Linked DNA regions of Sus scrofa: regions 1, 2 and 3 are each linked to region 4. Evidence: chromatin contacts called from public Hi-C, HiChIP or PLAC-seq and promoter capture Hi-C data. All regions are on one chromosome and are shown on one strand. Each heading gives the region's core, a stretch centred on a gene start, on an enhancer-like site or on the middle of the called end of the contact. The rest is flanking DNA. Distances are from core to core; before and after follow the strand shown. Region 1 holds the start of FOXJ2 (forkhead box protein J2). Region 2 holds the start of CDKN1B (cyclin dependent kinase inhibitor 1B). Region 3 holds the start of BORCS5 (a long non-coding RNA gene). Region 4 holds the start of YBX3 (Y-box-binding protein 3).

What was found. Promoter capture Hi-C pulls out the DNA fragments that hold promoters and counts their contacts. A called contact is a pair of places that touch in the nucleus more often than the background predicts. HiChIP or PLAC-seq counts read pairs in DNA pulled down with a chosen protein or histone mark.
Region 1: a contact with region 4 is called in a Hi-C map of liver, with 7 times the contacts expected there. The contact joins the promoter of FOXJ2 here to the promoter of YBX3 in region 4. A contact is called at or near these places in 1 of 47 Hi-C or Micro-C datasets (liver) and 1 of 2 datasets of contacts at active chromatin or transcription factors (skeletal muscle).
Region 2: a contact with region 4 is called in an H3K27ac HiChIP or PLAC-seq map of alveolar macrophages. The contact joins the promoter of CDKN1B here to the promoter of YBX3 in region 4. A contact is called at or near these places in 1 of 5 promoter capture datasets (fetal liver), 4 of 47 Hi-C or Micro-C datasets (heart right ventricle, liver and skeletal muscle) and 2 of 2 datasets of contacts at active chromatin or transcription factors (alveolar macrophages and skeletal muscle).
Region 3: a promoter capture Hi-C map of fetal liver shows a contact between it and region 4, with 6 times the contacts expected there. The contact joins the promoter of BORCS5 here to the promoter of YBX3 in region 4. A contact is called at or near these places in 2 of 5 promoter capture datasets (fetal liver and liver) and 2 of 2 datasets of contacts at active chromatin or transcription factors (alveolar macrophages and skeletal muscle).

What each region holds. Positions count from the first base shown.
Region 1 is chr5:63,060,728-63,068,195 of Sscrofa11.1, forward strand. It overlaps FOXJ2 (forkhead box protein J2), which reads left to right and starts at 1,251. Exons shown (of 11, transcript XM_021092393.1): 1 at 1,251-2,387.
Region 2 is chr5:59,733,463-59,740,505 of Sscrofa11.1, forward strand. It overlaps CDKN1B (cyclin dependent kinase inhibitor 1B), which reads right to left and starts at 2,369. Exons shown (of 3, transcript NM_214316.1): 1 at 1,853-2,369; 2 at 1,177-1,306. The coding sequence starts at 2,327. The coding sequence ends at 1,185.
Region 3 is chr5:60,067,804-60,075,044 of Sscrofa11.1, forward strand. BORCS5 (a long non-coding RNA gene) reads right to left here and starts at 5,173. Exons shown (of 4, transcript XR_002344101.1): 1 at 4,711-5,173; 2 at 2,035-2,178.
Region 4 is chr5:61,333,396-61,340,227 of Sscrofa11.1, forward strand. It overlaps YBX3 (Y-box-binding protein 3), which reads left to right and starts at 4,473. Exons shown (of 10, transcript XM_003126475.3): 1 at 4,473-4,965. The coding sequence starts at 4,677.

The DNA.
Region 1 (7,468 bases), core at 1-2,500, 1.7 Mb after region 4:
ATTATTTGATGTGATAGAAAGTAGAGTAGTTTGAGACAAGTTTAATAGGCCGGAGGATGAAACATATAAGAATTCGCAGAGGAATAACATGATTCCAGGAGGAAAAATGGAGGTGGTCTGCCTGGCTTACCTTCTGTCTCTAGCGCGCGCGGGGGAGGGGGGGATTATTATGCAAAGGGCGAAGAACGAGAATATTCTACACTATGTGACCAGGATAAGATATGCTATATGATTGTGAAGTGAACAATATTTTGTATCCTTTGTACACCGTACAGTTTAAAAAAGCATTTTCAGGAGTTCCCGTCGTGGCTCAGTGGTTAACCAATCCGACTAGGAACCATGAGGTTGCGGGTTCCATCCCTGGCCTTGCTCAATGGGTTAAGGATCCAGCGTTGCCGTGAGCTGTGGTGTAGGTCTCAAACGAGGCTCGGATCCGGTGTTGCTGTGGCTCTGGCGTAGGCCGGTGGCTACAGGTCGGATTAGACTCCTAGCCTGGGAACCTCCATATGCCGTGGGAGCGGCCCTAGAAAAGGCAAAAAGACACACACACACACAAATAATAATAAAAAAGCATTTTCACATAAATGAACTCATTTGATTCTCACAACAGTCTTGCCGGCGTGGGCCCAGAGAGTATCAGGATCCCCTCTTGCTGACCAAGATTCCATAGAACAAGGGCTTTGCTCAAGTTTATAAAGCAAGATTTTGTGATGTTTAGTCTGGAATTTTCTCTGTTGCACGCCCATTTATCCTTTTCTAAATTCATTCAACAAACATTTATTGAACTCCAGGGTGACACCAGGGTAACATATTAACTTCGCTCCAACCCCATAACCCCGTGTAAGTTATCCCAGGGGGAAGAGAAGCCCGTCAAAGACATTCCCGAGAAAACCGGAGATCTTCATCCGTATATAGCAGACAATGAGAAAAGGTCAGTGTGACAGAATTAGTGTTGAAATGAAATTGACAGTTCTTGTGGCGCGAACCGGGGAATCTCCCGACAGACAGCAGTGGGTTGTCATCCAGGGTGGATGCGCAGGCTGTATCCGGCCAAGTGGCGGGGTGGCGGCCGGAGGGGGCGAAGGCGGCACGCGCCGGGTGCCGCGGGAGCGCGGGTGCGGCGGCGCGGCTCCCCGGGCGCAGCGCACCCCCGGCGGCGCGGCCCGCGGCTCGGCGCCGCCCGCTCCTCCTTAACCCGCGCGGGGAGGCGGCGGCGGCTGCGGCCCGGCGGGCGGGGGCGGGGGAGGGGCGCCGAGCGCGGCGCGGAGGCCGGGGAGGAGCCGGGGCCTGCAGCGGAGCCGAGCCGAGCCCAAGCCCCAGCCGAGTCCTGACACCGTCCGTCCGCCTCCTGGCTCCCCGGGAGCCCCGGACTGGCCGGAGCCAGAGCGGTGGCGGCGCGGAGAGCCCCGCGCGCCGGAGCGAGCGGAGCGGACTGGACGCGACTGGAGGAGGCGCGGCCGCCGCAGTAGCCAGTGACGGGCGTCGGGAGCCGCGGCCTCCCGGCCTCTGCTGCCCAGGCCAGCTCCGGGAGAGCGGGGAGTACGAAAACCCCACCCTCCGGGGCACCCCAGGAGAAGAGGCGGGAGCGGGGACGCAAGCCACCTCTCCCCCGGCCGGAGAGAAGACCCTTCCCACTAGGGCGAAGGAAAGAAGAGAGACCCCTCTAGGAGCGAGGAAGATCCCCGGACTGGCCCGGGAATAGAGCTCCCGAAGTGGAAAAAGGGGTGATCCTTACCCAAGGAAGCGGAGTGGGACCGCCCCGGCGTGCCTCCACTCCTCCCGACTCACTCTCCGCAGTAGTGGACTTTGGAGGCAGAGAGAAAGGGGGATATGCCTGTGGAGTAGGCGCCCTCCATCCTATCCAGTCCTCACTGGGGAGAGGATTCCTTTTGCTCGGAAGCAGAGGACACTCCAGGGAAAGAAGGGGAGCCGGCTTTCCGCCTTTCAGGAGAGGGAAGAACTCCCCCAACTTCCTTGTACCTAGACAGTGGAACAGGGCCGAGCCCCTCCGCTCAGATCTCCTGCGGACAGAAAGAGCCCTCCGCTCCCGACAGGATCAGTTTGGGGGGGAGGGGGACTCCCCCAAGGGGGAGGAGACAACTCCTGGTTGGGAGAGGCTCCTCCCCTCCTCCCCAGGGTAACCGGCCCAGTGTGGGGGGTGTGCCACCTTCCACAGGTAGGACCTCCTTCTCCTCCCCCTGCCCCTCCCTCCGTGCCTCATCCTCGGGGGACCCAGTTCCCCTCCCCAGCTTGGGAGGCTCAGCCAAGGACAGGAAGAGCCACTGAGGATGAGAATCTTCATCTGCCTTTGAAGAGGGGCGTCCCTCCAACCCCAAACTCCAGTACCAGGTGGTCCCCTCCTTCTGCTGAGGGAAACTTGGAGACAGGTTAGTGCTTTCTTTCCTCTTCTCTCCCTCATCCTTAGGCACCAGTGGGCGTCGGGGGCTGAGATGGTGGCTCTTGGGTTTCATTACTGGGCAAGGTAGAGAATCTTCTGGGAAATGTGTTCTGAAGCTAACTGGATCGAAACCCTCATCTTGCTGCAGGAGCTCCGAGCAATGGGTTTCTTTAGTGTTTGGGGGCTACAAGGATGGGAGTCATCTGAGGTCCCCAGGGAAGTGTGTGTTTTCATGCCGAGGGCAAAGGGATGTCAGGAAACACCAGCATCTTCAGCACTCCCATATATACAGTGTAGGTATGATGGACAGACACATCCCAGCCAGTCTCTCGTGCCACCCTCCATCCTTGGGCCTCTTCACAAGGAGGGTGGGCCCTCACTAAAGTCATGCTGGCATTTCATGGCCTGGCCTTGTCTGGAGCTTCCATTGGTATCACATTTTCTCATCTGTAACCCTAGATCCCTTTATGTCCACCAAAGCTGTGGAATCTCCAGCCCACTGTGATTACCACCCCCTTGACAAGAAAAGTAGTTGGTCTCCACTCACCCGGCCCGACACCAAGAGGCCTCTTTCATGACATTCCTATTCCTGGCTGGAAGCATGCCTCTACCAATAAAATCCACAAGCAAAATGGGGATCCCATCTCCCAAGGCAGGAAGAAAGGGTACCGGGGAACCCCAGCTCCTGGGTTGAAGTTCCTCCCTCATGCTGGCTGGGTACCACTGCCCCAGGGCACTAGGCTGCTCCTGTCCTTTGCTGACAGTTCCTCAGGAAAAAGCAGATCCAGGAGACAGGAGACGAGGAGAGGAGGGTTGCTGTTCTGCCTCCTTCCAGCCTTCCATCGAAATAAGTTGACCAACCAGGGAGATTTGATCCTTGAGGAGTTTCCTTTCAGAAAAGCACCTAATAGTCTTGTCCTCTCCCTTCCTGTTTTTTGTTCAGTCCTGGGGCTCTGGAAACTTGCATCTAAGTTTTCGTCCAGAAAATAATAGTGGGAAGCACCTCAGCCCAGAATCTTCAGAAAAGGCAAGAAAAAGGTGCCAGGAAATCTGTCTAGCTGAGCCTGAGTTATAGGTTTAGTAACGCTCTGCCTTTCGACCTGCAGTCCCTAGCCAGGTGCCCACTTTCTTGCCTTGCCACTAGGAAGTACCTTTTCTCCTGCAAGGGGTATTAGTGAGTCCAAGTGTGAGGTTTCATCTTATTTGGGTTTTCATGTTCCCTCCTTTCTCTTTCTGGGCATTTCTGGACTGCCCGAGTCCCTTCCATTTGTTCCTGGAAGCGACCTCTTAACTCGTGGTATATGAGACAGGGCTCTAATCCAGGTTTGTTTGGCTGTCCCATGAACGATGTGCATATGTTTCTTAATTCAGGTGGATGTGGCTCTCTCCACATCCGTGCAGGCTGTGGGGAGAGGCACACGTGTGCTTTTCAGACTCAGCCTCCAGTGACTCAGAACTGTGTGTTTCTGGTAGGCTTCTAAAAGCAGGTACCCCTGTGCGTGGATGTGGAGAGGGTGCTGATAAGGAAAGCCTTGGCCTGTCCTGGCCATCTCGAGCCCTCGTGAATGGCTGCCTGAAAGTCACCCCACGTAGCAGGGCAGCCCAGTCTCAGGCTGGGACCCCTTCTTCTAGGACTAATAAGAAAGCTGTACTTTGGATACCTCTGGTCTAAAAAGCACGAGGATCCTTGGCTCCTTTAGAACGCCCTCCCCCATTTTTTTTCGAAAAGCGATGACTCTGTGAGAGCAGCCTATTTCTTACAAAGTACTTTTCCAGATGCTGGAATGCAACTTGTTGAATGGCTCAGAGTGAAGTGTATCACAGCATCTCTGCTGTCCCACCGCCACATCGTGTAACTGGCCCTGCTTCCGACCGAGTTCCCCCCATTGTCCTTGCCTCTTCGGAGCATCAGAAGCTGATGACTGTTGGGTTGGATTAACTATGATTTAGAGGGTGCTGTTTTCCAGATCATGTCTTATGAGTAAACCTAGTTCCCCCTGAAAAATAAGAGATGAAATCCCCTCATTTCTTCATCCCCATTATTCAGTCCTGGCATTCGTCACTACTGAGGTGACACTCTCCCCAAAGGAAAAGTTTGAAATTCTGACATCGTGAAAACTTGCGAACAGGAACTCAGTGTCAGCTTTGCAGTGTAAGCCACTGCTGCCTTGTTACTGCCAGCCTTACCACCATGCTTTGTCAGTTTTCTAATTTTTAATTTTTAATATTCTATTTTTTTCTCATTCAAGAATAATAATGACGACGTCCTCTTGTGGCACAGCAGGATCCAGCATTGGATCTGCATTGTCACTGCAGTGGCTCAGGTTGCTGCTTTGGCGCGGGCTCGATCCCTGGCCCTGGAACTTCCATATATCCCAGGAATAACCAAAAAAAAAAAAAGAAAAAAAAAAAGTTACCCTTAACTAGTACTTACTAAGTGCTTTAAAATTTTTACTCAAGGTAATCCTCCTAACAACCCTATATAGGTACAGTTATCATCTCTGTTTTTCAAGGAAGAAACTACAACACAGAGAGGCTAACTAACTTGCCTGAGGTTGAACAGCCAGTAGGTAATGGAGCCAGGATTGAAACCCAGGCAGCCTGCCTGGTAATCGATAATGTGGTAAATGCTGCTGTCTTAGTTGCAGCATTATGTACTGAGCAGGAAGTTTTCACTCCTTAATACCTGACCTTGGCGCCGTACAGAGAACAGTTACCGGCTATTCAGGGAACATGGGAAGAAACCTGTGCCTCTTATTCTGGATCTTACATGTCTCATCCGGGGATCAGTCTTCCCCTCCAACAGAAGGTCTTTTTGCTTTTCTCTGCCTTTCTCCCAACAGAGTAGTCTTCATTAGGTGTCCCGTGGATGTGATGGAGCCTGCCCTTTGGCTGCCTTTCCCAGTTTCTATGGGTATTTCCTTTTAGTCTTCCAGCTCACAGAGAAGAATGTAGCCTGACTCAGGTTCTGCCCCAGCCCCGTGGCACAAGGCTCACCTGGAGAGAGAGGTCTGGGTAACCAGGTTGGTTGGACTGAGAAATGGAAGCACCTTTTTTATTATCAGAAAGGCACACACAACATAGCCCCAAACACTAGTCTGGTGCCGTTGTTTTGGGGAGGGTGGAATGTATGGCAGCTACCAGCTCTTTAAGCTGCATTCACATCCCTCCAGGAATGAAGCTTTGACAGTGATTATGACTGCCTCCCTTTTATGGAAGGAGGAAAACAGGCAGGAAGACTTCAGGGAGCAAGGGGTGGTTGGGGACATGCAGTGAGTCAGTGTCAAGATTCGGAATAGAGCCCAGGCACCTCATTCTCTGAGGTTCCACTGGGCTGCTCTTTAAGAATGGGGAAGTGATGGGGGGGTCGGTGAGGAAGTGGGATGAGTTCAAGGGGAATGGTGCTGAAAGATCAGAAGGATCTTTTGCTGCAAGCCTCTTGTAGCTGGTAAGATTGGAAGATATTTTGAGTGCTGGGCAGTATCTGGAGGGCTGGCTGGGAGGGTGCTGGAGAAAGGTTAAATTTAACCTCCATGTCCTAACCCGGTGCTGGGGAACGCTAGGGAAGGGCATAGAGCAAGTAGCAAAAGGCTGAGGGTGCTTCCCTTTCCAGAATTCATAGCGATTGGCATGTGCCAAATGGGTTCTGTGAACCATTTTTGCCTGGACTCTCCTGTCCCTCCTTGTCCAGTGTCGGGAGGGTTTCAAATGAAATGTCCCCTGAAGCCTTCTGTGTTCTTCAGGAGAGATTTTCTGGGGACTTTTAGTAAGAGATAACAGAGAATAGGGTAAAACCTCATCACAGACCCCGGAGAACCCTGGTCACTATGAACATGTCACCACCATGATCCTGTTCAGCTGGGATAACCCAGCTCCAGACCAGATGACTGCCCCTCACACCCTGTTTACCCCAGAGGCTGTGCTGCTTTGAATCAGTAAAGTGCTAGGAGGCTTCCTGGAATGATTCTATATGCCCGTTGGTTTCCAAGCTGCCATGGTTTTAAGGGCGAGATGGTGGCGATGGAATGGGAAGGAGGGGGGTGGGGAGAGGAGCTAAGGATACAGGGGAAACCCCTTCAGGATGCTCTTTTATAAACAGCCTTTATTTTTTTTCTCCTGTCAAGCAGTTCTTGGGTTGCCATGGGGTCTCATGCTGCCCAGGTCCCAGAGGCACTAAGGTGTCTCCTTGAGCCTTGTGGAATGGGCGTGTCGCTGGTGAGGAGCGCAGGGCAGGCGACATGCGGGGACACGCAGACGGGGGAGAGGGGGTCCTTGGGGGAGAGGGAGATGAGTGAGAATGCTGACCTTTTGGGGAAAGTCTCAAGGGGCGAAGAGGCACTAACTGGAAGAGTGAGCGTTAGCCCATAGCCCAGAGGTGGGTTGGAGACCGGAGCTGAGGAAAGCGGTCATATCCGCGTTTGAGCTTCTAACTACATAGTGTGTGGATTTGTGTGTAGTTGCGTGTATTGCTTGTGGATATTATCTGGGTGTGGACTGAGAGGTGACACACTGACTGTGTTTTCTGTCCAGGATTCTGAACTCTGAGGCTTGCCAGCTCTCAAGAGCAATGCCTCCATGAAACTGTCAGCGGGGCTCCGAGGACGAAATCTTAGCACTGGGAGAAATCCTAGCACTGCGCGGGGGGCCCGTGGGGCGGTGCAGGCATCAGTCGGTTAGGCAGCAGGCTTTTGGGGTGGGGTGGGGGTGGGATGGGGGTGGGCGGCGTTCCTGGCATCGACCCCAGGGGAGTGCCAAATGGCAACCAAGGGGTTCCTGCGGGTCTTTGTAGACCCTGCAGTACCGATTTCACCCACCGTTCTTCACCTTCCCCCCACCAAGACGTCACTCTAGCTACACCTCTCCGGGCGGCGTGGGTGGCAGCAGGGCGTGCAAACAGCAGGCGTGGGCGGTTTGGCAGCGCCAGGAGTTTGCATGGAGGTGCCACGAGCGTGCGTGCCTGGCCGGGAAGGAACGAGCGAGGAGTAGGGCGGGGGGGGGGGGGGGCAGGCTCTTCGCCTCAGAGCGGCTATTTTTAGCCGCGCTATCTGATTGTTACCGGTGAGCACACAG
Region 2 (7,043 bases), core at 1,119-3,618, 1.6 Mb before region 4:
AACACAACAAACTTGAACCCTACCTTCATCCCTGTTCTTTATTTTAAAATTTTTATAAATGAGGATTTTGAAAGTTAATGTCAACATCTCTTAGGATCTCTTTAAATGCTAAGCTATGAGGGTGTTTGTGGAGGGGAAAAAAAAGAGGTCACGGTCATTGTCTGTAAGGAGTGTACAAACTATTAACTAATATATGTAGTTTGATCATTATGGAAACCAATCCATGTAAAGCTGGGGGGCTGAATTATGCAAATTAGTTTTTTACATTGATCAGATTTTAGTAGGTGGAAAAATGTCCACTTGCCTTGTTCGGGGTAGCCCTAACCAGTGGCAGCCCTGGTATCTACTATCCATTTCCCCTACAAATATCCAAATTATCCTGTTATAGCACGATTAGCATACACATGCTGACGTGTTCCTGGATTGCTTACTCTGGCAGAGTTACTTAACTTCTGCTTTGTAACTTCAGTGTTATCAGAAATTCCATAGGAACCTTAGCGTTTTTGAGCCTTCCATTTTGGTTTTTTTTAAATACACAGGTTCCTTCTCCATCCCCCACACTGATCAGAAAACAGGGCAAGTGACACTTTGTGAAAACGATAGATAAAAGAAAGCCACACTCCTCTCTATTCACATTTCTAACCATGTGATTAACCAGATATGAGCCATTTGTACCTAACTTTTCCCTCAAAGTTTTAACTGGATCATTTATTTGCCATTTTTTTCCATGTATGGCTCAAAATCTGTTAGAGTCAGCTTGGTCCTCTGGGAGATGAATTCTCCTGAAGTGGGATGGAGGCAGACCCCCGCTCTTGTTCAGATGGAAAAAGAACCTATTGTTCCCAACACCGTTTTGATGGGACTCTCAGGGAACTGACCTTCCTACCCACAGGGCCTTGGTTGCAAGTATTTGCCTGGGACACTTGCTCTAATCATTGGGAGCTTCAAAGGAAAATGATCTCAGGACAGAGAAACTGGGAAGAATTATAGTACCCCCACCCTGATGCCCAGTCTTTCCCATTCCTCCTTTTTTTGGACCTCATAAAATACAAACAAAACCCCACAAGCTCTAATCTGCCAGACACCACTAAGATCGGGTATCTTGGTGTTTGAAAACCCATGAGTTCCTTCAGCCCAAATCGGGTGTCACTTATTTGCTTCCAGTGATCAACCCACCGAGCAGTTTACGTTTGACGCCTTCTGAGGCCGGGCTTCTTGGGCGTCTGCTCCACTGAAGCCGAGTTCGGGGAACCGTCTGAAACATTTTCTTCTGTTCTGTTGGCTCTTTTGTTTTGAGGAGAGGAATCTAAAGGCAGGAGGGAATTTTAAAAAGAACACACACAAATAATCTTTATTAGAAAAAACAATGGCTGACACAAGTTGGCTCGATACTGAGGGGACAAAAAACCCACCACCTCCACCCACCATCCTGGATCCGTCATTCCCAGTGGCCTTTAAGGGCACAAAATGAGGTTGTTTTCACATAACAGAAAGTGTATTCTACGCCCCAAATCTCTCTCTCTCCAAAGCGAAGAGGGAGGTGGTTGATAAACATCCCAACGTTGTCACATACCTACAGCTGGCTAGCGGGGAGGAGCCGCGATGTTTTCAGTTAGAGAAATTATCAGATAGCACAGTCTCATGCTTCAGACTTAAAAGTCATAAACAGACCAGCAGCTAGCCAAATAGCATTTAAAACCTAAGATGAGGAAGGTGTGTTCCCCAAGAGCTAAGTCAGAATGCGCTGAAAAGAAAGCGGAGGTTTAAGATCCTCAAGCAGGGAAAACAGCACGGCAGACAAACAGAGAGAGGCAGACAAACAGACGTTTCATGCATTCGAAAGGGTCATTACCGTCTGTGGCAGGTCGCTTCCTTATCCCAGTGCACTGCTCCGCTAACCCCGTCTGGCTGTCCGGTGCATCAGTCTTTTGGTCTACCAAATGTGTGTCCTCTGAGTTGGCCTGAGACCCAATTAAAGGCACCGCCTGGCGGGTCCCGCTGACACCCTGGCCCTCCTGCGCCGGCACCTTGCAGGCGCCTTTGGGTGGCCGCGGGGGTCTGTAGTAGAACTCGGGCAAGCTGCCCTTTTCCACCTCCTGCCACTCGTATTTGCCCTCCAGGGGCTTGTGATTCTGAAAATCAAAATTCCACTTGCGCTGGCTGGCCTCTTCCATGTCTCTGCAGTGCTTCTCCAAGTCCCGGGTTAACTCTTCGTGATTGACCGGGCCGAAGAGGTTTCGGCAGGCCGAGGGCTTGGGGTACTCCGCCTGTCTGGCGTCCATCCGCTCCAGGCTCGGGCTCCCGTTAGACACTCTCACGTTTGACATCTTCCTCCCGGGGCTCGGCGACCGCCTCTCTCGCGCTCTCGCAAAACAAAACCGAACAAAACAAAACGCCTCGACCCAGCCCGAGCCCCTCTTATAAGCCCTGCGGCTGCCCTCCGAGCCAAGAGAAACAAACACCGACGAGTAAGCGCCCGAGCGTCAGGAGCGCGCTGGGGCTGGGGGAGGGGGCGAGGGGCAGCCCGGGCCAGGCAGCCCCGAGTCTCCGCCGATCAAGTGTACGGGCGAGCTGGAGGGCGGGGAGGGGAGGGGAGAGGAGCGCAGCGGAGAGAGGAGGGGGCAGAGCCAGTCCGAGTCCCCGCCGCTGCGAGCCCGCGGGTCCCGCCGACCGAGCGGCTCTCCAAACCTTGCCGGCGTCGGAGTCGCGGAGCGGCGAGAAAGTGGGGACAGGGGAGGGGGAGAAAAACACCCCGAAAAGACGAGCCCCCTTTTTTTAGTTGCCCAATATGGCGGTGGAAGGGAGGCTGACGAAGAAGAAGATGATTGACACCGCAAGTCTATTTAAACAGAGGAGGAGATCATTGGTCGCGGCGCCGGGAGCCGCCCAGCCGAGACTGGCGAGCTGGGCCTTAAGGTGGCCCCTGAGCCGCCGCTGCGCCTCCCCGCCTCCCGAGCGCGCCGCCGCCGAGCGCGCGGCCGGGAGCTCGACTGGTCGCGTGACTGCTGGAGGTGCCGGGCTGCCAGCAAACCTGCTCTGGCTGGCCTCGGAGAAATTAAAAATAAGACAAACTCGCCAAAAGGCCGGGGAGCCGGGGAGGGGCCTGGCCGGAGAGGTGGCGGGTTCTGGTCCCTGCGCTGCGCTCCGCTCCGGAGCCCCGACCTCCCTCTCCTCGCCGAGGGCGATCTTATTTTCCCCTCGCTCGCCGAGCGGGTAGGGGCGGGCAGCTGGGCTCGCCGCTGGGCGCTCGGCCCCCAGCTGGGCTCTCTCCCGGGGGGGCCCCCACCGCTCGCTCAGCGGGGGAGGCGGGGAGCCCCTGAGCCTGGGTGCCTTAGCTGGGGGTGAGCAGTGGTTAGCTCACCCTTAACCTAGAAGTCTGTGCTGTTCTAGGGGAGGCAGGGGGCTTAGGGGGGAAGCCCAGGAGGACGTCTTTCTATAAGTAGACTGGAATAGATGCTGCATTTGTAATGTATTCTGAACCCAAGCTCTCCCTCAATAAAAACAAGAAAAGGGCTTCGAGATCAAAAACTCTATTGGTCTCCCAAGTCCCTAATAAACTTAGTAGCTGTCTCAGATACATTTCGTTTAAAAAAGCGAGGATACACCCCTGGCCCAGGTTCTTGCTTCCCAAGCACTGTTAAGGCCACTGACTTGGTCTGCGTGTGGGAACTCGTCTCCTCTTTTATATTTTTCAGTTCTTTCCCGGCTTGTAGCAGTTTCCTCTACCTGAGTCCCGCCGCCAAATACAACAGCCCCTTCCTTCCTTCACCTTTCTCTCCCACCAGATTCACTTCTCCAGCCCACCCAGAACATTCAGATAGATACAAGTGAACGCTTTGAGAGAGCTGCAAGTCGCTGAAGGGTGAAAGTAATCGCAAAGTCCAGATTGTGAAGTGATTTATACAACCACCACAACCATGTTCTCAGATCTGATATTATTATTTGGGCGTTTCTCTGCTCCCCTTGGCAACTTGAAGTCTACCTATCCATATGATTTTGAGCAAGATGATGGGAGTTAAAACAGGATGAACAGGGCTATCATATCTGAAACAGAGCCCAAAGAGTCTTTAACTGCCTTCCCCCACTCCCATATATGATCTTGGTCTGGGTCAAAGTTATTATACACGTTACTGGAAACTAATCTTCAGTTCTAATAGTACACAACAGTTTTCTTAGGTGTCTTCAGTAGTCCACAGCCGTTTTCTTAGGAGTCTATGATACAGATGAGTTTGACTTGTAACTTGTTTTCTTAACCACATATTGTTTGTCCACTTTGTCTGCCTGCCTCACGTGTGCACTCCAGAATGTAAGAGCTGGAGGGGGTGGGGGAGAGAGCCTTCAGAACCCTGTGGCTCAATCCTTTCTTTTTACCACTGAGGAAATTGAGACTCGGGTTTCTTGTCTGGGGACACATAGCCAGTTGGTAGCAGAGCCAGGACTAGAGTAGAGGCAGCACCCTCACCCTAAAGCTGGTTCATTTTCTGTTCCTTTCCCTCCTGATGGCCTCAACTGGTTGTTTTTGTTTGTTTGTTTTCCTGGGTCTGCCTGTGCTATAGTCTACAGGCCCTCCTCTCTTACAAGTGATTCAGAATGGCTCCTTCTCATACCCTGGCTTGTCTGCAGATGTTTCCTTGATGTAGCCTCTGGTCCCTGGCCTGATACCACTATCTTTGGCCTTTGGTGTGACCTTGCACTAATTTGGCTAAAACGCAGATTCCCAAAAGGCAGGGTGAGAGCAGTGAGGGAGGTGATGCCCCAAACTTATTTCAAAGTCAAGACTTCCTACCTGACTGACAAAATATTTCACCTGAGATCATAGTAAAAGGTCAGGTCTTCTTTATTTTTCTACATTTAATGCCCCACTTAATTTGCTGAACTGGAGGAGGGGTAAGAGGGACATGAAATTTAGGGTACGTCTCAATACCCTAATTTATTCCCTATTCCTGAAATGAGATCACTGTTGTGAAAATGTTTACATAATTGCTAGACTTCACTGGAATTCGCTATTATATATAAGCATAAACTCAGATACATAATTACACGAAGGACCACATAGATGAAAGTGGAGATATTCTAGTGTATTACACCTTGGCACTGATGTTTGATTTTACTCGTGGAATTAATATCTTAGGTAAAAGCAAAAATTTAATACTTCTATCCCTTACACACCCTGAACGTTTCTTCAACTAATATGTGGGCCCACCATTTTGTCGCTTTGTTAATCTTGAAAAGTAAAGGAGTCACAGTCACGCCACCTTAAGACATCTGGCCGCCAGCAGAAAGGCTGTGCTTACACCGACCTTGCTCAGATCTAAAGTGTTTTGTTTACAGTCAAGGCACCGGAGATCTGTACAGCTAATAACGAGAAGGGAGGCGTCAGCGGTAGTAGCGACGAAGCGTGAAAAAATACTATGGAGTCCCGGCGGGAAGGGGGAACTGGGAGCTCGCAGCGCCATCCGCCTGCGGAAAGTAGGCGGCGGCTTTAAAAGTGAGCCGGGAGAAGAATTTCCAATAAACAGCGTAAAGGCGGAGCCTGGGTAAAAGAAAGTTCCACTCGCGGCTCTAAAATGGACTCTGCTACCCAGCGACCCGCAATCTAGTCCCGGGCGATGCTTTTGTTGTCTTTTCCACTCCTGGTACTTTTCTCCTTTAGAACCGAGAAGTGGCCCCTAAGCCACCCAAGACTTCTGTGTCCTTCATCAGCTGAGGAGAGAGGCGAAGACTGAAATAACTTAAAAGAAAACACCTGTGCGGTATAGACAGGTGTTCGGGGGCGGCGGGCGGCAGGGCAAGCTCGCCTCCCAGGTGCGGTGCTCGCAGGGGGAAGTTGGGAGGCCCCCCCGCCCCCAAATTTCTGCGAAGACGCATATTTCCCTGCCCTGATGCCTTCGCGCCACAAGCACACCATTTTAAATCCTTTCTCGAGGATGTTTATAGCGAGGCGACATGCACTCAATTTCCCTGTGCTCCTAAACCGACATATTTTGAGAGTTTGGAAATTTCACAGTCGTCTGTTTCTGACACTTTTCATTCAATTTAATAAACATTTATCAAGCACCTACTATTAATTTGCTTATTCTTTCTTTCAACAAATATTTAAGGAGTGCCTCTGATATCCGAGGCTCTGGAGATACAGAGGCAAACAAACGGATTTAACCTAGGATGAAGCTTACACTCTAGTAGGGGGGAGAGGAGACACAATAAACATAATGATATATGAGTGAAATATACATACTGTGTAAGGGAGGTGATATGTGCTATGCAGAAACCACAAGCAGCTTAGGGGGAAAGAGAGGGCTCTGAGGTCCCAAGGTGATGAGGGTGGTCCAGAAAGGCCTCACTGAGAAAGTGGCCTTGGAGAGCCACCCACAAACTTGAGACAGCGGCCATGCAGATATCTGGGAAGAGTGCCCCAATAAGGGGAACAGCAAAAGAAGAAGGGGAAGAGCAAATGCAAAAGCTCTGAAGTTAGGTCTTGTCTGATGTGTTCGGGGCACAGCAAGGAGCTAGGGGAGAGTAGCAGCAGAAACATCAGCTCCTACAAGAACTTGTAGGCCTGGGCAGGGTTTTTATCGTTGACTGAGGGACACAGGGAGCCACAGGGGCATTAGGAGATTTTTGTAGTGGAATGATGTACTCTTACCATGTGTAGGGTTTTCCCCAAAGCAGTATTCTCAGCAGTGTGGGGAGTGAAGGGACAAGTCACCACCCCTGCCTTTAAAAATTATACACCCTAGGAGTTCCCGTCGTGGCACAGTGGTTAACGAATCTGACTAGGAACCATGAGGTTGCGGGTTCAGTCCCTGCCCTTGCTCAGTGGGTTGACAATCCGGCGCGTTGCTGTGAGCTGTGGTGTGGGTTGCAGACGCGGCTTGGATCCCTCGTTGCTGTGGCTCTGGCGTAGGCCAGTGGCTACGGCTCTGATTCGACCCCTAGCCTGGGAACCTCCATATGCCGCAAGAGCGGCCCAAGAAATAGCAAAAAGCCAAAAAAAAAAAAAAAAAAAAAAAAAAGTATACACCCTAGATGGGAAGATCACCATG
Region 3 (7,241 bases), core at 3,923-6,422, 1.3 Mb before region 4:
TCACATTATTCCTCAAAATAACAGAAACTAATGAGAAGATGGTAACAGGATGTAATGTGTTCTTTTGTGTAAGAGCCAGAATAGTTTAACAAAGCCTAACCCTAAAGCAATTTAAAAGAATGAAGATTCCGTCATGCTCAGTGGTTAATGAATCCGACTAGAACCATGAGGTGCAGGTTCGATCCTGGCCTTGCTCAGTGGGTTAAGATCTGGTTTGCCATGACTGTGGTGTAGGTTGCAGATGCAGCTCGGATCCCGCTGTGGCTCTGGCACAGGCCGGCGGCTACAGCTCCGATTAGACTCCTAGTCTGGGAACCTCCATATGCCTCAAGAGCAGCCCAAGAAATGGCAAAAAGACCAAAAAAAATAATAAATAATAGAAAGAATGAAAACTTGTTATTTCCTCATATACAAAGCAGATGAAGTATTGGGAAGAATGAGATAATATATGGATCATCTATGAAGCCTCATTTGCATTTAAGTACAGTATGGAATAGTGTAACTAGTATAAGATTTGACATCAGTAATAAGGTTCAAGTTCAACTTCTATCTGCAAGCAAATCTGGCACAAATCATTTAAACATATTTAATGATGTAAGAACTAAAGAGATAATGTGTATGTGTGTGCAGGGTAGGAACATATTAATACAAATAGCTATATAAATGTAAGCTGTTTTATATTACATTGTACCAGGTTAAGTAAACTAATATGTGTCAACTAAATCAATTATATTTCCTAATCTTTTGTGAGGAGAGGGAGAAAAAAAGAGTGATTCTTACAGGGGAAACCTCATTCAGTTAACAGAAAATCATTGCCACTTAACAGAGATATTAAAATAATAAAGTAATATATGTATCAATATAAAGTTAATACTAAAATACAACTATCAAGGGAGTTTCTTCTGTGGCACAGTGAGTTAAGGACCTTGCATTGCCACAACTATGGGGTAGGTCACACTGTGCCTCAGATTAGATTCCTGGCCCAAGGACTTCCATATGCCGTGAGTGAGGCCAATATATACATATCAAATGAACAATAAAATTCATGCTAAAAGCTAACTACATCCATATATGCCAATCAGGAGGGCTGATCAGACACACTCTCTCCTCTCAAACACAAATTCCCCCTCCTACAAAACAATTGCCAGGATTAATTACAAGTGTACGTGGTCATGGAGATTGTCTTTAGAGAGCTGAACTAGTCAACCCATAGTCCAGATCACAAACAGGAATGAAAATCTTTTTTGTGGAAATATGACAGGTAAGCCAACTTCAACATCATTCATTCATGCATTTACTCGGTCCCTACATTATAGCAGGGCTCTACTGCAATGCTAAGGATTCAACAGTACACAAAACACAGACAGTTCCTGCCATTAGGGAGCTCACATTCTAGCAGAGAAGTACAGACAATAAACAAATAAACTATGTAGTAGGTCAATGGTGATTATGAGCTCCAGAAAAACAGGGCAGAGAAAGGGGCTGCAATTCTAAATAGAGGAGTGAAGAAACACCTCATCAAGAAGACAGCATTTAAGGAAAGACTTAAAGGAGATGAGTAAGGCACAGGGATATCAGGATAGAGTAGTGGGGCTATGCACACCTTTCCAGCAAGTCCAGATAAAATAAAATGCAAACCCTTGAATAATTTCTATCCTCTTAAATTTGTTGAGGCTTGCTTTGTGTCCTAGTGTGTGGTCTATCCTAGAGAATGGTCCATGTGCACTTGAAAAGAATGTGTATTCTGGGGTTTTTTGGATGTAGTGTCCTGTAGATATCAATTAAGTCTATTCTATTGTCATTTGGGATCTCTGCTGCTGTAATGATTTTCTGTCTGGAAGACCTGTCCTATGATATCAGTAGGGTACTACTACATTAAATGTCTTATAATAACCTGTAATGGAAAAGAATCTGAAAAAGTATATATATATATACACACACACACATATAACCAAATCACTCTGCTGTACACCTGAAACATATTGCAAATCAACTATATTTCAATAATTTTTTTTAAAAAACGCAAGTTCTTACCTTTCAAAAGTGGCTGGAAGGTTGGAATCTCTTGCAACTTGATGACATCAGGATCATTGCTGACATTCCGTGAGGCCTGGGAGCCCTGAGCTACAACCACAATATCATCCATCTTGGCTCTATGCTTAGCTGGAGAAGGGGCCACTGAAAACAAAGTTACACTGCTCAGAAGTTGCCTGTTAGTTAGCTTCCTCTCCCTCACCAAAGCTGTCTTCACTGTAGTCATTAAAAAGACTATTTTTTTTTTATACATACACAAAAATGTTAACTGTAGTTATCCTGCAGTGAAGGCTGGGATATGGGAGATGAGTTATGGAGGACCTCTATTTTCTGAGATTGAAAAACCCTCAAACTTCACAGGAACACACGCCAACTATGAAATTGTTTTTATAACTGCAAGTATTTTATTATTCAATACACAAAAGAAAAAGCAGATTATTTTTAATTTTTGCTTTCCGCCTCCTGATGTTTGCCTCTATTTCACCAATGAGGAAACAGAGGTACAAAATTTAGCTGTGACTTGCTCAAGATCAACAGTGCTAGAAACAGAATTAAGAAAGGAACTGGAAGTTTATGAGTTGTTGGTATACATGGCCCATCCCTGTGGCACTTTGCAAAGCTGTGTAGCCATCACATCACAGCAAGCAAGCCCAGTATGTTGGATAGACAGTAATCACGGTTGGGGAGGGGGGGTTCTCAACCTTAGGTGATGGTACCACCCTCTTCACCCTTAAAGTCACAGGACAGAAATAACCAGTAGGTCCATTGCAGGCTGAGGCAAAATTCAGAATTTGGAGGACTGCTAGAGATGCAGGTAAATTTCAGGTCTCCAAGGAGAACGTAATCCATTTAGAGGGAGTGATGCAAACGATCAAGGGCTCCCTAGACCAAGAAATCCTCTTCTCCCAAATATCTTCCTGGTTGGGGCAAGAATAATCTTTATTGTTTTATACTCTAAAAGGTAGTATTTACAGGCTCACCATCATCATGTCTCAAAAGTTTATCCAGAGGAGTTTCTGTTGTGGCTCAGCAATAATGAACTCAACTGGTATCTATTAGGATGTAGGTTGGATCTCTAGCCTCGCTCAGTGGGTTAAGTATTCTGCGTTCCTGTAGCTGTGGTGCAGGCCAGCAGCTGCAGCTCTGATTCAGCCCCTAGCCTGGGAACTTCCATATGCCGAACATGCAGCCATAGAACTGCCCTGCCTCCTGGAGCCGAAAGTCTGTGTCTTGGCATTCACTGCATCTCAGCTACTTTCACTGCTCTTCAAGAAATCTCTCTTACCCTCTTTTGCTAATTCACCTAATGTTTTACAAATCCCAGGCCAGAAATCTTTCCTGCTACAAAGTAATTGCTCCTTCCCTAGACCCCATACAAAAACAGATTTTGCTAGATTCTAGTTAGCCTCTACTACTCATCTGAAAATGGGGCTACTGCAAGGATTAAAGAGGAACACATGTGAAGCACTAAGCACAGGGGAACAGGCAAGTTGCAACCTATGCTATTGGGTAATACCAATTAGTGCAATCTAGTACTATTTAGAGCTCAGGCTGTTGGTTAGTAGGTGAGCAATCCTATTAAAAAGATGCCACACTTCTTCCCAAAGAATGTTTCTGGCCTGACACAGAGGCAAGAAAGTAAGAGGTAACATCTATTTCTGTGTTTGTTATAACAGATACTACATTCTGGGTCTTCCAAAAAAAAAAAAAAATAGCAAAGCTAGTACATGCTGCACACCATAAAAAACTGTCTAATCTAGCTCCCGGAATGGTCTGAACTAGAAGGGCAGCTTTCAGTGTGGAATCCCCTGATCTGTTAGCGTCTATATTTCTGAAGTACAGATCCTACCAAGAACAGAGCAGTTCTATGACCAGAGCTCTTTTTAGGCTCCAGATATAAGCCAATTTGGATTAACAACTCTTATCCAGGGCAACTCCAGTGGTCCCAGGGTTTGGCAGGTAACAAAGAGGAGCAAATGATTCTCAGTTAGCAAAGCATCACCTGTTTTATTTACTGACTGCTCATTGTATTACAGGAACAGTAAGCTCCCGTTCCTATATCAAACTCGGAGAGAAATCTAAAAAATATGGATGAGTGAAGAATAAGAAAAACATCAGAACCTGCCTTCCCAAACAACTTCTATATTAAAAAAGGAGCCGAGAAATCTTCCGATTGGTTGCAGTTCCTGGGCACCAAAACCAAGGCACCAAAACCAAGGCTGCAAAACACCTGTCACACATCCCTCTGAAAAGGAATCTCTGGGACCCACTTCTAAGAAGGAATCTGTTCTTTGAGGTCTTGTCTGTGAACCATACACTGTGCGACCAAACCTCACTGTCAGGCATCAATACTAAAGCCAGATATTATTTAGGTCCTCTTTCAAAGCGTAGGCTACACTGAGAGAAACACAGCTGTTTTGAAAATTAATGGGCACGGGCGGCCACCTGGCTCAGCTTGCAATCACAGGCACTCACTACCATTGGGAGAATCAAAGCCAGGCCAGATGGTTACTTTTTTTTTTTTTTTTTTTTTTTTTTTTTTTTTTAAGGAAAAAAACACGGTGAGAGCTTTCTGTGCGTTCCTGTCACCCGTCCCAGTCCCCACCAGGCTGGGAGGTAGCCCGCTCCGCAAGCAGGCAGGACTGGCTGGAGGAGAGGGGAAGTTAGGACACCGACCTGAGGAGTTCAGATCGTTGGGTCGGCTCTCGGCCTCGGAGCTCTGCTCACTGCCCATGGTTGCCGGCAGCGGTGGCAGCGGAGGAACGGTGGAACGGGCGGTGACCGCTCCGGCGGCGGGGCGACAGGGCAGGGGCCAGGGACCTAGATGAGAAAGCTACACGGGCTGCGGTGTGGGGATGGCGCGCCCAACCCAACGAGTGGCGCGGGCGGCAGGGGACAGGAGGCCCTACTTGGGGAACTGACTGCAAGGATACGTGGCTGGGCTACACGCCCCTCGCCGCCTTCTTTGGGGAAACCCAAGACCAAAAGGCAGGGGAACGCCCGGCACCAGCCGCGCCCGCGGCCGGCGGGCGGCGCCGCTTTCACTCACTCGCTTGCTCAGACGCCGCAGCTCGCTCCTTCCGGGACGCCAATTGGCCGCGCCGGCTGCGGCGGCCGTCAGTTCCGGGTTAGAGGGCCCCCGCCCCGGCCCGAGGGAGGGCGGGGAGACTCGCGCGGAAGACTCCCGCGGCGCAGCCTTAAAGGGCCCAACCTCCTCAAAGACAGAACCGCCCCGCAGGGTGCAGCGTTTCCTGTTGTAATATTGCACATCACCTTTAAGCATTATTCACACACTAGGCACTTTACTCCTATTTTTAGAACTTTACATAATAGGTTTGGGGGGAGTTTGTTTTTGTGTGTGTATTTTGGGCATTTATTGTTTTCCGTTTTAACTGAGATATAAGTGACATATAGCATTATATTAGTTTCAGGTGTACAATGTAATGGCTCCGTATTCGTATGTGTTGTGAAATCTTAAATCTTGTTTTACAAATGGCAAAATAGAGGTGTTAGACTTAGGGTTGGAACCCATAGCTGTCTGAATGCAAAGTTCCTGTTTCAGTTCCAAAAGGTGGAAGTTTGGCAGTAGACAACCGTGCAAAAAAAAAAAAAAATACTTGATGGTAAAGGACGGAGTTGAAAATGAGAGCAAAATGAATAGAAAATGCTGACTCGTTTGTTAGATGTTTATGCATCTTCAAAGGAAAGTGGATGCCCCAAGTCTCGTCACTTTCTGGGGAGCTTGACAATTATCACAGGGCATTCTGAAACTAGCAAAGGCGGAAAAGAAGTATGGGTAACGCAAAACAGAAACTGCCAACTTTCTCGCATCGTGTACGAAGACTTAACAATGTATTCCCATCAAGGAGTTGAGCGGTTCTGGGATTCTCAGAACTTTGCAACTCATATTGTTTGTTTTACGAAATTTCAAGCGAATACCCTGAGATTATATATACATAAACGTCTTATGCATATCATCAGAAAGAGTGTCAAATTGATGAAATGATTAAATCCCTTCTATTCTGCAGTATCACAAACATTTCACCTGCTTTAACTCATTTAATTTTCCCAATAACCCTGATGACCATAAGCAGGTAATTTCCTCATGGTCACTAGGTAGTATGTGGTGAAACTAGGATTTGGGATTCTCTGGTTATAAATCTCATGCTCTTTCCTCTGCTCCCCATCACAGTACTGTCCTCCCTGGGTATCCTCTGGGGGATTGGTTCCAGGACCCCCTGCCTCTGGAGGATACCAAAATCCATGGATATTCAAGTTCCTTACAGCTGGCCCCTCTAAATCTGCAAGGAAGAAATCTTGGGTATGGAGGGCCCACTGTACCATGAGAAAAATTCAAGTGAACATAAATTCAGTATTTGGTGAGAATGTGAAGATAGAACTAAAAACTGCCTGAGAGATCAAAAGAGTTTCCTAAGAGGTGATGTTTGACTATAGTCTTGAAGTTTACATAAACCACCAGACTTATGGAACTGGGAAAGGCCCGCTAAGTAATGTGTCCATTCCCTCTTGCAAAGCCCTTGGTTCTTCTCTCAGATATTTGGGGAGGATGAGCGAGAAGGCAAAGAAGGGAAAGTAAGTCATAGTCTGACTCTTGTTCCCTCTCCCACACCAATATTTAATTGTGTTCTATACCCTAATCCATACTGATGTGATGGTGATTTTTATGCTTCCCTTTGGATAAATGTTTCATTCTAGAAGGGATCCATCAATTGATGAATGGATAAATATATCATCCCAGGAGTTCCTGCTGTGGCCGAACAGCATCAGTGGTGTCTCAAGAGCACTGGCATGCAGGTTCAATCCCCAGTTCAGCACAGCGGGTTAAAGATCTGGCATTGCCACAGCTGCAGCGTAGTTCACAGCTGTGCCTCGGATCTGATGCCTGGTTCAGGACTCTTTATGCTGTGGGGTGGCCAAAAGGAGAAAAAAAAAAATATATGTGTATCCCATTCTCTACTGGCCAGCAAGGTATCTGCAAAGAAATCCACTGATAACCTATGTATAAGAAAATTGTTTTCTCTTGAAGCTTGTAAAATTCACTCTTTGTTTTGATTTTAGGCAACTTATTGGGCTTGGAAAATAATGTTTTGGTTTTGAAATTTTCGGATGACCTATAAGCTTCATGAACTTGTATGTTCAAATCTCTCCCCAGGTTTGGGAAGTTCTCAGTTATAATTTCTTTAAGT
Region 4 (6,832 bases), core at 3,223-5,722:
ATGTCCTGTAATAAACCATAATAGAAAGGAAGAAAAGTGTATGTATGTCTGCAAACGCAGTAATGGCATGAATTGCAAGTATAAATTAATTTATATACACTAGAACTTATCACCACCATCCAGCTGTTCAGAATTATGGTTCATGTACATTCTTTGGGTTTGAGCACAAGAAAGCTCAAGCAAGTATGATAGGTCACATTATCCTGATGGGTTACCACAGACTGATGTGTGGTCCAGATTGCTGGGCCAGGACGTTTTCAAAATGGGCTTCTGGAGCATTATTCTGGAGCATTATCCAGATAAAGTTCTAGTTATCTGGAAGACTTGTATAACTCTTCTAGTGGCAATATAGTAGCCATTAGCCACACTGACACATGTATGACACATTCAATGTGTCAAGTTCAAACTGAGACGTGTTATAGGTTTAAAATAACATATGAGAGTTTAAAGATAGTACCAAAGGAAAAAATAATGTAAAATGTATCATTACTAATTTTTATATTGAGTAAATGTAGCAATGATATATATTTTGGATATACTGGGCTAAGTAAAATGTATTAAAATTAATACCATCTGTTTCTTCTTATGTGTTGTGGCTGCCAGAAATTTTAAAATTACATATGTGCCTCATATTTGGGGCTCAAATTATATTTCAATCAGATGGTACTAGTCTAGACCATAAGCTCCTTGAATATAGGGCCATTCTGGTTTTGATTTGCATGATATCCTTGGCATCTAATGCGAATAATCAATAAAGGCAGTGAATGCATTATTAGTGAACAACAGAGACATAATCAGGGTACCTTCTCCCATGAACATTGTGCTGGAGACCATGAAAACCCTTTGCTCTCTTATTCCTCTACTTTTTTATTCCAAACTAGCTGATTCCCTTCTGTGTTGTTTTAGAATCAATCAGGTGTTACTTAATACTTCACTGTATTCCAGTTTGATATATGCTCATATAGTAATGCGTCCATACTTAAGCTTCAGTGTCTTGAATGGTTCAAATGCTCCTTAATCTCTTTAGTCAATCAACTGCACTGTCTTCCCTTGGGTGGTATGCGCACTAGTCCTTTGTCAGCTCGGCATCATCTTTAACCTCCCTCAAGGCAGGAAATTTATTTCCCAGAGTCTCCTTCCCTGAAAGGTTCCAGGTTAGAAACTGTTAATAAGAGGCACTAATTCAAGATTTCGAAGGCAGAAGAGGACACTGTTTTTTCCAGTCACTTATAGGAAGACGTCCGGGCACATGGAGGCTCAAAGCTGCTCCCAGATAAACTTCTTGAGGAACTCCAGCATCCATGTGGCCAACTGAGATAGCTGATATGGGTGGACTCATGGTGAAGCTAATGCAGTTTAAACTTCGGGGCGCCTTTCTTGCATGGGCCTTTTTTAAGACTCTGGAATTAGCTTGCAAATTTGTATTCACACTTTCATTTCTTTATTCTTAAAGAGAGCTCCCAATTGGGTAAACTTTAAGTCTTACAAAACTGGCTCTAGCTCTGAATAGTTGGGAGCCTCCTGGAGATCCTGTGCCACCAGTGGCTTCAGGGAAGCCCTTGAGAAGCCCTGCATTGGTGGGGCTGGAGTCTGAGATCTCCAGTGGAGCTCTCCAGCTTTCTCTCCCCTTCCAACAGTTGTGAAACTCTCTGTTCATACTAGGAACAGCGTGGCTTTCATTTTCGTGACCAAACCTGTCATAGCTTAAAAAGGATTGCCATCACCAATTAGGTTATGATTAGATTGTGATTCTTTTTCATTGTTGTTCTTAACCTCAAATTTAAGAAACGATGTTTTCTTAGAATAGAAATGAAAAAAAAATGAGTTAACAACATGAAAAAAACCTCAGAGCAGGCTTTAGACCAACATTAGATACTCATAATGTAGCACTTAGGTGCATAGTATATAGTTTAATAAATATGTGCTAATGCATGAGCATATGGATTAATGAGTAAGCAAAGGAATGGAAAACTGTGTGCATCCGTATCAAAATTGCTTTCTTGTTATGATTATTAAAACAACAGATTATATTTATTTTAATTAATTCTCTCTAGATTTATTTAGCACAGTACCAAGAACTCCCAGCTGCTTGCTGCTTTTTTTGGATGAAAACGATGAGTAGTTTTGGGAGTCATTCCAGCACAAAATTCTAGGAAATCCCAGGATGCATCTGTAATTATTTTAGGGTCTTCCAGAGGTTGGAGACCACACCTGTTAGTCATGAATTATTTTCCAAGGGTGAATATATATATAGAGAGAGAGTGGTTTTGGCTATTAGATTGGAGTTTGAACAGTTCAAGCCCTCATTTTTTTCCTTGCAATCCAATTTTGCATAGCAATGATAATCATTTTGTTAGATAAGAAAGTCAATGGCCAATCCTCACCAGAATAAATCATGCATATAATTTTAACTGACTATACTCTTTAAAACTAAGAAATAATTTAACCACACTTAGAATCAAACTAGCATTTTTTTAACATAACTACATATAGATAATATCACTGTATGGTCCATATTACAGTCTAAAATATGAATTTAACATTAACACCTTTGTCAATTAAAAATTTAAAAATATAGATGAGTTACATGGAAAAGTCAAATATTCCATATTTTTTTTTAACTACATATAGATAATATCACTGTATGGTCCACATTACAGTCTAAAATATGAATCTAACATTAACACCTTTGTCAATTAAATATTTTAAAATATAGATGAGTTACATGGAAAAGTCAAATATTCCATATTTTGCTTTTTTTTCCTAAGAATTAATTTTTAAGTTGTATTTTTCATGGATGGAGTAAGAAAGCAATAAAGCAGGGCATTACAATTATTGATAATGCTGGAATCTAATATACAACACAAATGAATCTTTCCACAGAAAAGAAAATCATGGACATGAAAAACAGACTTGTGGTTGCCAAGGGGGAGGGGAAGGGGGAGGGAGTGGGATGGATTGGGAATTTGGGGCTAATAGATGCAAACTATTGCCTTTGGAATGGACAAGCAATGAGAGCCTCCTGTACAGCACTGGGAACTTTGTCTAGTCACTTATGATGGAGCATGATAATGTGAGAAAAAAGAATGTATACATGTATATGTAACTGGGTCAGCTTTCTGTACAATAGAAAATTGACAGAACACTGTAAACCAGTTATAACGGAAAAAATACAAGTCATTATTTAAAAAACAATTATTGATAATGAATGTGTTCGTAAGTAAGTGAGTGTGGAAAATGTTGGTCTTTTTATTTGTTTTCATTTAGTAAACATTTACTATGCTCTAACTCTGTGTTAGGTACTGTGTGCTAACCAGTGGGAATATAATGATGAATTACACCTGATAACTACCCTTCTGATGCAGCCACAGAACATAGAATTCTGGGGTCGGGCGAGGTTGGAGGGTGTAAATGATTTAGGGGAATAAGGAATGAAAAACGGAATTTTTCGTTAGACCAGACACTGGAGTTACATGTGATAATCCCATCCACGTTCCTTTGAGGAAACCAACTCTGGGATATTGAACACCTCGTCCAAGTTGACTCCATTAACTAAGAGCAGCACTAGAGTGTAAACCTAGACTTGCCTGGATCCTGGAGGCAAAGGACGCCTGATAGCCTGTATCCCAATAGTTCTTGAATACAGAGCACGGTCCCTCTGGCCTGGTGTTCAGCATGATCTCGTCCATTCTCCAAAGGCCATGTGAGCTCTGCAAACGGACTACCGTTTATTGGGTGATCCGTTTCTCTGTTACTCTCCTCCCTGAGGCTAAGAGGGCTCAGTTGCTTAAGTTTTCACTAGCTGGCAGGGGCAATTAGAGAAGAAGGTAAAATTTATCCTCCCCCCCAAGTATAGTATTATTACATATATATTAGCAGCTCACTATTTGTTGCCATTACATTGATGTAAACTCTGATATTTGCATTACTTCATGGAGGTTTGGACCTCAGTTTCCTCACCTGTGGATTATAGAAGAAACCATCTAACATCTTTCAAGAGGAAGTAGCCAAATAGCTTTAAGATTGTATAATTCCAGTTCTTCACTGCTGTATCAGAAACAGTTTTTCGTGCTTCATAAACGTTGCATGGATAACTAGAACGGATTTTAAAAGCCAGTATTTGAGAGAGAGAAGCGCCCGGTCATTTGGATGCCCTACTTTGCTCCTCCTAGAAGATGTGGTTAGGCAGGAGTGCCCCGCTGCCCGGCTCCAACAAAGGGCCGGCAGAGCGTGCTCGGCAGAAAACTCCAGAGTACCCTGCCAACCTCAGATCCACCCTTGCTTTCCTTTCCCGGCCACTCGGGCCCCTGCTCTCAGTCCCGGGCCGATCGGCGGGTGGAAAGGGCACCGGGCCCCTTTAAATGCTAATGAAGTCGATGCCCAACTCGGGAGCCAACTCTCTCCACCCTCTTCCCTCTCCGGCCGGTGCGCCGCCTAGAAAAACTTGCGCGGGGCCATTTTTGGGGCAGTAAGATCGAGCGAGGAGCCCAAGAGCGAGCGCACAGCCCGAGAGCTCGAGCCGCCTCCGCCGCGAGACCCACCTCGGCCGCCGCCGCCCGCGCCACGAGATCCGCACCGGCCTCCCCGAGAGCGAGCCCCGGCCGCCGCGACCTCCAGCTGCGCTAACCGCCGACCAACCGCCACCGAGGTGCCCGAGGGAGAGCGGAGGAGGCGGCATGAGCGAGGCGGGCGAGGCCACCACCACCAGCACCACCAGCACCACTACCACCACCACCACCCTCCCGCAGGCTCCGGCGGAGGCGGCCGCCGCGGCCCCCCAGGACCCCGCGCCCAAGAGCCCGGCGGGCAGCGGCGCGCCCCAGGCCGCCGCCCCGGCGCCCGCCGCCCTGGTAGCGGGCAACCCGGGTGGAGACGCGGCCCCCGCGGCCCCCACGGCCCCGGGCACCGCGGCCCCCGCCTCTTCGGCCGCCGCGGGCAGTGAAGACGCGGAGAAGAAAGTTCTCGGTGAGTCAGGCCCGGGAGGATGGAGGCTGCCCCGGGAGGAGCGGGCGGCCGCGGAGCACGTGTGGGCAGCTCCCACGCCTGTCCCGCTCCGCGGGAGGCCTGACAGCACGGGGTCCCCGGGGACCTCGGGTCCCTGGCGCAGGTGGCCAGTCCCCCAGGCGCTGCCAGGTGAGCGCGCGGCGCCCTGCGCTCCCCGCCGCCTGAGCGCGTCCCTTCAGGTCCCAGGCCCGTGAGGGACGGGACTTAACTTGGATCCCCTGGGCACGCACTGTCGCACACTCCCATGGCGAAGCATCCCTCCGGACAAAGGGGAAAGGAGCGGCGGTCGGGAAAGAGGATCCAGATTTGGGATAGATGCGGATGTAGGGATGGGACAGCACCCACGTGGGACGGGGACATAGTAGTCCTCGCCTAGGTTCTGGGTGAGGAGAGCATTTCCTTCGGGGGAGAGGAAGGCGCCGGACCAGACGGGAGGGAAAGGTGCAAAGGCATCTTGCTGGGAAGGCTCAGGTGTCTGTCCCTGACGCCCTTCCCACGGGGGCGCAGGAACGAGGCCACGCTTCTGTCGGCCACATGTCGGCGGAGAGGTGTTGCAATCCTCTCCGGGAAACTTGGGCTTTGGTCCCTCGTCCCCCTCCCTCTCTGCCCGCTGCTGCAAAGAACCAGTCAGTGTTTTCCAATCCCTACACATTTGCTTCTTCCCGGATTGTGGGAAAGCATTTGGTGCAGCAGCTGAAAAAACTTCGTCGGAAGTGTGGGTATGACGTTAGTTCGCAGCATCGTTATCTTGGGACTTGGAACTCCGGGAAGGAGATCGGAAGAGGAGCCATACAGGTCGGGGGTGGGGGAGCAGGGCATAACAAAAGGCGTCTGTGGTGGTTGGTGGTTTTATCGAATATTTCAGCATTCTCTCCTGAAGTAAAGCCCTAGGTGGGGCCTTAAACCGGTTTACAGAGCAGGTGGGTGGGGAATAAGTTCTCTAAAGGGTGTGTGCTGTAACATTCCCTCTTTTTTTAAAACAGGGAAGGTAAGAGATGCTGTGGGATGCTTCCAAGAAGTTTTCAGTATTTTGGATAGGGCATGTTTGATCTGAGTCTTGCTTGCCCAGTTTTCGAAGAAGAAAATTGGGGGAATAATGTAAAGAAAAGTTTAATAAGATTCCGATTCCATGTTTCCTGCCTTGAGAGGCCTCTTTTCATGCCCCCCCCTTCCTCCCCTGGGCTAAATTTTATTCAGTTAACTGTCAAACAGCGTGCTAAATGTAATATGTGTAGGGTTAAGAAGCCAAATAGCTCTCATATCGCTGGACTTAAAAGTTGCTTTAAGTCTAGTAAGGTTTGCATGGTGATATAGTTTCCAACAAGTGTTCCTTGGAACACTTCCATGCAAAATGCCAGAGAGGCAACCTTGGCCTACCCAAAGCAGTGTTAAGATCTATTCTTAATGATAATTTATTTGCCTTTAAGGGAGATTTTGCAGCTTTTCCCTTGATCTGACTAAACTTCTGAATTTTAAACCGAAGCAGATATCTTTAAAGATGAAGGAAACAGATAACATTAAAATTTCCTCAACCACCAACTGCTTTTAAGTCTGTAGCACATCCTGGTGATGAGTCTGGAGGTCTTGGATCTTTCCACTGTCACTTCAACTCTCAAAAGCAAGGACAGCCTTCCACATGACATTTCAACACCGTCTCTGTCCAGTGTGTTCTGCCATCAACTTTCCTTAGCCAAGCAAACACATGGGTGCCTAAAATGTGCCAGACACAGGGCTGACTGAAATTGAATTCTGGTTTGGGATTTTCCCATTCCAGTGTTTTTGTTTTGTTTTGTTTGTGTTTTTTAATTTTAACAAACGGTCTTTAACT